2 separate regions of the Mus musculus genome follow, and region 1 is linked to region 2. A link is a contact called in public HiChIP or PLAC-seq data. All regions are on one chromosome and are shown on one strand. Each heading gives the region's core, a stretch centred on a gene start, on an enhancer-like site or on the middle of the called end of the contact. The rest is flanking DNA. Distances are from core to core; before and after follow the strand shown.

Region 1 (2,936 bases), core at 263-2,762, 140 kb after region 2:
ACTCATTGAAATGAACATTTGTAAGCAAAGAAGATATGGACAAAAGGGTATACTTTGGGATACAGGGTGATGCCCTACAGCTTCCACAATGAGATTATTTTTCCTTGTTGGGGGGACAGATTGCAAGGATGGGGGATGGGTATGAAGGGGGAAGATGAGTGGGATTGGGGTGCATGGTATGAAATTCACAAAGAACCAATAAAAAGTTGGGTTGTTTAAAGAAGTGTCTTGCAGACACCCACTTGGGCTCACTCAACATGGGGGTCTCATCTTATGTTGTGAGTCTTCCCTAGAGGACAGTTCTGTGCTGGGTTCTTGGGACTCACAATGAGAAGAATAGTGTGAAGATTGGTAGAGCCCAGTTGCCTTTTTGTTCTTAAAGAGCTCAGCAGAGGATACAACCAATGAAGAAGAACAGCTGGGGCAGGGCGATCACCAAGGACCAGAAAGTCTGACTCACCACCAGCCCTATACCAGAGAGATCTTTGCTAATCCCAAATGAAGAGGAGGTAGCACAGCTTTGGCTGAGTGAAGCCAAGCCTTGAAAGGGCTAGAAGGAGCCTGATGCATCTTACAAACAGAGCAGTTCATCCTACTTGGAGCCTCCTTCCTCCTAGCTCTTAGATCACCCCAGCACCTCCCTCCCCTCTCCCTGGAGATCTCCTCCTTCCTTCCCTTTCCCTTTTCCTCTCTCCCTACTTTGAGAGAGTCAGATGTTACATTACATTCTAGCACCTCTCCTCCAGCTACTCAACTCTCAAACCAACAGAGGCTTGGAGGGAGGGGAGGGGAGAATCATTTGCAGTGAATGTTGTCAGCTCTCAAAAGACCTCTGACCATCGTTTCATCTCAGGAAGCTTTTATCTCTCATGCTTACAGCACCTGCCTTCAAAGACCTAAGAGCTCACAGGTACTCTGCTGCCTTGGACCGCACATAGGATCTCATCAGTTCTCAGATCTCTGCTTTACAGATGGGAAATCGAAGCCAACAGGAGCCTCTGCTCTCCTGAGCATGTTTCTCAAGAGTTCCACCCAGCTCAGAACCACAAACATTGACTCCAGGCACTGAGCCCCAAAGAAGGACCAGAGACATTTAAGCCACAGCTTTGTGGTTCCGGGACAGACTCTGAAAATAATAAGGTTCTCCAAGTTGACTAGAGGCACGATGTCATGGCACTCATGCCCTGCCCCCTGTTGCTAGGGGGTTGTGGGGGGCGAGGACAGAAAAGGCACTGCCTTCTTTCAACTTCTTCCACAGTAATGTGTCCAGTTGCACTTAAGAGAGCATATCGAATTGCCATAGCAAGGGAAATGAAAAATAAAATCACTATTGTAAAATCCAACTGAACCGGATGCCACACCATTAATAGCATCTCCTTCACAAACACTGACTGAGGAAATCCACAAAGACCACACTGACATCAGAGCTCCCTTCTGGCTAATGACTCTGTAACCAGACAAAAGCTAAAGCAAACAGCACCTCACTTTGCCGTCAAGCCTAGGTGCATGGCCCTCCCTGGAGGGACCTTAGAGACTGACTCATGGCCCAGTGGCCCCAGCCCTGAGACCAACTGTACAGTGCATCCAAGTTGGAGCCTGTGTCTTTGAGGGCAGTGCCTACTGCAAAGGGCCGGCAGAGGCAGAGAAGGTGGCGGCGGTGCCTGCTGCTGCTGCTGCTGCTGCTGCTGCTGCTGCTGCTGCTGCTGCTGCTGCTGCTGCGGTGGGGCTGACGTAAGGGATCTGAGTTTGCAGGCAGGTGTTGCTCAGGCTTCTTGTTCTCGAGGAATACCATGAACAGTTCAGATAAGGGAGAGTCACCTGACTCCAGACACAGGATTCGAGCCCAGGGCCTTGGATTGCAGCTACAGGGGAGGGAACTCTGGCTGATCTCTCCCTGCGGAATGGCTGGTGACATTCAGAAAACCACCATCACAAAACTCTGATGGTAATTTTATTCACAATTTCCGTGGCTTTCTGGAGGAGGCTGCGTTTGCTCCATGAATAATCACAGAGAATGTGCTGCTGTGTTCCGCCCCCCAGATGTGGAATTAAATCATTCTTTCAATCATGTATTCCCTGTGCCTAAAAACAAAAGGCTACTTATGTTGCATAGAATCAGCACTGGAACATTCAAAGGAGTCTGTAATTCCAGAACATTTGATTTTTATAAATTTATAGGCATCAAAATAGCCTGAATCGGATAATATGAGAATCTTTAAAAACACTGGGATCTTTTAAACTATATTTTGCAAATTAAAAAAAAAAAGAAGAAGAATTGAATTTCAGTCTGTGGGCTCGTAATAAATTTAAAAGAAAGAATTAGAATATAGACTCATGCATGTGGGCAGCCTATCAGGTTCCCACCTCTGGATGAATTCCTACACAGAGTTGGCTACACTTGTTACTATCAAGTGATAATGTTGGCCAGAAATGTGTGCTTTCTGTAAAAGGAAAGACCCACCCCAACACCTTCCATTATGTCTTTTAATGTACTTAACACAAGTGTTAAGTACATTAAGGTGTCGAAGAAATGCTGCCAACACCCAATCACTCATTCTAAGGTTTGTTTTGCTTTGCTTTGGGGTTTTTTTGTTTGTTTGTTTGGGGTTTTTTGGTTTTTTTTGTTTGTTTGTTTTTCTTTTTGTTTGTTTGTTTGTTTGTTTGGGGTTTTTTTTTTGTCACTTTGTTTGAGCTAGGTACTGCTAGGCTAGGCTCTGAAGATTCAGAGGATAACAAAACAGACAGGAAAGTCTCTGTCTTGGGTCTCTATTTTAATGTCTTCTAAATTATCACCAACAGAACACAGAGGAGGAGCACTGAGATCATAGATCACAGGCCACCCACCTTCAGAGTCTGCCCTCAAGCGGGAGGGGAGATGGAGGAAAAGGATCTAGCAAGGAGGCTATTGCTTTGCTGCAGCCCGTTTCTTTGGAAAC
Region 2 (3,130 bases), core at 98-2,597:
GAGCACATAAGAGAAGTTTTTAACCTTGGCCATAAAAGACTTGTTGAAGGAAGCCATATTTAAACAAGACTTGTGGGATGAGTAATCATTATTTAAGCAAAGTGGGAAAATATAGGGGCCAAGAAACAAAACAGGATGTATTCAAGGAACTGAAAGTTTAGTGTCACAGCGTGTGAGGATAGAACGTGTGAGGAGAGACCAGGATGCTGAAAAAACAAGCCTTTGTCTCTTCAGATAAAAAGTTGGATTTTCTTCTGAGGCAGTGCAAAGCCTTTAAAATGTTCTCTCTGTGTGTTTTGCTGCATGGTTCAGAAGGTGTTCGAGCTGCAGTGTGGAGGACAGGCTTGTGGAGGAAGATCATAGATGATGGGCAGAGCAAGCCTGGAGGAGAAGTTGGTTATATGGCCACTGCCAAATACAGGCAAGGACCAGCAGTAAATGGCAGAAGTGGTGTGGAAGTAGAATCCTCAGAGCCATTTAGTCAAAGAAGCCACTGGGTTTGGTTGTGAGAAGATGAGGAAGACCAAAGACCCAAGATGTCACCCAAGTCACTGCCTTTACTGAGATGAACACCCAGGAGGAGTCACAGGCTCTCCAGGTCCTGACTGCAGGTCGGAGGAGCCTGTGACATCTTTCCTGCTTCATTACTGAGGTGACTCCTCCTATTCAGCCTTCAGGTCCCTACTCATAACTCCTTCCCACTTCCCGCACACACAGAGACTTAGTTAAACAATGCTTTCACTTTGTCCCTCTCTCACTCACTTCACCTCTATCACTTTCTTTGTTTCAGTGACTCTAATCATTTCTGTGTAGTCTTGAAGACACGGAGTCTGCTTATTTATTATGTGTACCCCGCACCATCCAGCAGTCAAGTTCCTGACACGTGGCAGAGAGAGGCCTCCTGAATTTTAAACCAGATAGGAATGCTTGTGGGGAGGTATTTCTGAGCAGGCATGTTGCAGAAGTAACAGGTGTGGCATCTGCCACCATCACAGCAGACACACAGGTCACTGCTCCACAGCAACACGGCTCTTCCAGCCTGGGAAAGAGAGAGAACTGACCTCTATTCAGATGGGGCTTTGCTCAACACCAAACTGCACCAAAGGTCTGGGCAAACGTCTCATCGAGGCTGTCTAGTTAGAGAACTTTCGTTCTTTCTGTAGTCACAGCTCTCAACCATCAAAAAAGATTCGGATTTTAGAAAAGCCCTCCGTGGAAACTTCAGAGTAGAAGGGACTGGTCTAACCATGAATCTATTCCTGCTCCGTGACAGAGTGAAAGTTTTAGGAGCCTGCCCTAAAACCAAGCAGTTAAAAACGGGGACCTTGTGGTCTCACATCCTGTGATTAAATCCAAGCTGCGCCACTAACAGGAGAGGTGACCTCTATTTCTGGGTCTGGGTTTCATTCTTTGAAAAGCTAAGGTAAAACACTACAGGATGGCTACAGAGCCATGGTGCCAGCAGACCTGAGTGGTGAGAGCTCTGGTTTAGTACTGCCGAGTTGTTTTGAGTTCAGTGTGAGTGGACATATATGGAAACTCCAGCTAACATTGCTTAACATATGTACTGCTGTTCCAACCACTCTTCATCTCGCTGCTATACTCACTATGGCCACACCACAGCATCCTTACTCAACCTGATCATATTTTTGAAACTGAATCTCTTTAGGTGTCTTAGTATGTCCCAGAATTCCTGAGCTCAAGGGATCATCCTGCTTCCGGTCACTCTGAGCAGTTTCAGATGGATTTTTGCTGCTATCATCAGCACCGGAAGTAAGGAAGACCACCAGGAAAGTACACATGATCTATGTTCTTTGCTAACCTGCCTCGGTGGAAGCTGCAAACCCTGCACTAGGAAGAACAAGGCAAGGGGAGTCCAAGTTCAAATGCTTTAGGTCAGACTGGTCCACCCGGTGAGACAGACCCTCATGTCAATAATTGTAAAACTTACACGTGAAAGTCTGTGTGCTTTATCTAGTGACAGTACTCATATCTTAGTAGAATGATCACTTACTTGTTTCTTTCTTTAAAAGTAAACTCGGATGCACAAGAAGACAGAAAGCTATGAAAGAACTCTCCTATAACAAAGGTCTGCCCACAGCAGACGTGGCAGGGGCTGGCCGAGGTGGAGATCAGTAAGGAGATATGAAGCACAGGGAGGGTTTCTGAGGTCACGATCCAGCACAGCTCTGCACCGCCATGTTCTGATCAGGTCGATGGGGCTGTCAATGACAGACATCGCTTGAGCAGACATTCCATGAAAATAATCTAAGCATCCGTTTCATGAATTATAAAAGACAGGCTTAAGTTTGTATTTGGAAAATTCATTCAGTTTTCAATTGTAAAACTTAAAAAGAATTGCCATTTTGTGTGTGTGTGTGTGTGTGTGTGTGTGTGTGTGTGTGTGTGTGTGTGTGTGTATGAGAGAGAGAGAGAGAGATTGAAACACAGAGAGAAAGAGTGAGGGGGAGGGGAGAAGTAGGTGGGGAGGAGAGAAAGAAATGGGTGAGAGGTGGGAACATAAATGTTATGGGTTGAGTGTGGAGGTCAAGAGGTCGGAAGACAATTTGAGTTTCGGTTTTCTTCTTCTTCTACCGTGTGGGTTTCAGAGATCAAATCAGATCATCAAGTTGGTGGCCTTATCCTGGTGCCCTTGTCCTGGTGCCCTTATCCTGGTGCTTTTGTCCTGGAAACCATCTTGTTGTCCCTTCAATTTTAAAGTATTTTTAAGAGAGAGAGAAAAAAAGTCATTGAGAAATCTGTAAGACTGTCATTAGTAAGAAGAGGTCTGTTTGGCTGTGTCATTAGATCCAAACATTTCCATTATCAGTAGTACAGACAAGGAAACTGGGACACGTGGGCAGACGGCAGGGAGCCTCATCTTCTGACATTTGGGTTCACATTTGGCATTTATTCTTGCTCTTCAGCATTTTGATGGAAATTGTGTGACTCACTTATAAAGAAAGGCATTTGTGTGTATAGAATTCTTTCATATTTGCTAAGTAAAATTAGCATTTCTACAGTCCACATACTGAATTATTCCAGCCATTTTGGACCTCAGGAAGTTGGCTGATAAAAGCCCCTGCCAGAGAAGGTAATTTCCACTGTTAGAATTGTGAAACTCACCGCA

The links. HiChIP or PLAC-seq counts read pairs in DNA pulled down with a chosen protein or histone mark.
Region 1: a BATF HiChIP or PLAC-seq map of CD8 T cells shows a contact between it and region 2, with 9 read pairs. The contact joins two enhancer-like sites. A contact is called at or near these places in 2 of 39 promoter capture datasets (cranial neural crest and hippocampal neurons), 1 of 484 Hi-C or Micro-C datasets (undifferentiated spermatogonia) and 2 of 115 datasets of contacts at active chromatin or transcription factors (the 230-238 cell line and CD8 T cells).

What each region holds. Positions count from the first base shown.
Region 1 is chr14:78,457,824-78,460,759 of GRCm38.p6, forward strand. No RefSeq gene overlaps it. Among named protein-coding and RNA genes, the nearest start is that of Akap11, 78 kb to the right of the region's middle. Within about 2 kb of position 1,513, at least 65 of the 459 cell types and tissues checked have an H3K27ac peak or open chromatin away from gene starts, as enhancers often do. A contact at or near this core is called in the 230-238 cell line and CD8 T cells, where this site is marked.
Region 2 is chr14:78,319,089-78,322,218 of GRCm38.p6, forward strand. No RefSeq gene overlaps it. Among named protein-coding and RNA genes, the nearest start is that of Gm30662, 11 kb to the right of the region's middle. Within about 2 kb of position 1,348, at least 18 of the 459 cell types and tissues checked have an H3K27ac peak or open chromatin away from gene starts, as enhancers often do. A contact at or near this core is called in the 230-238 cell line and CD8 T cells, where this site is marked.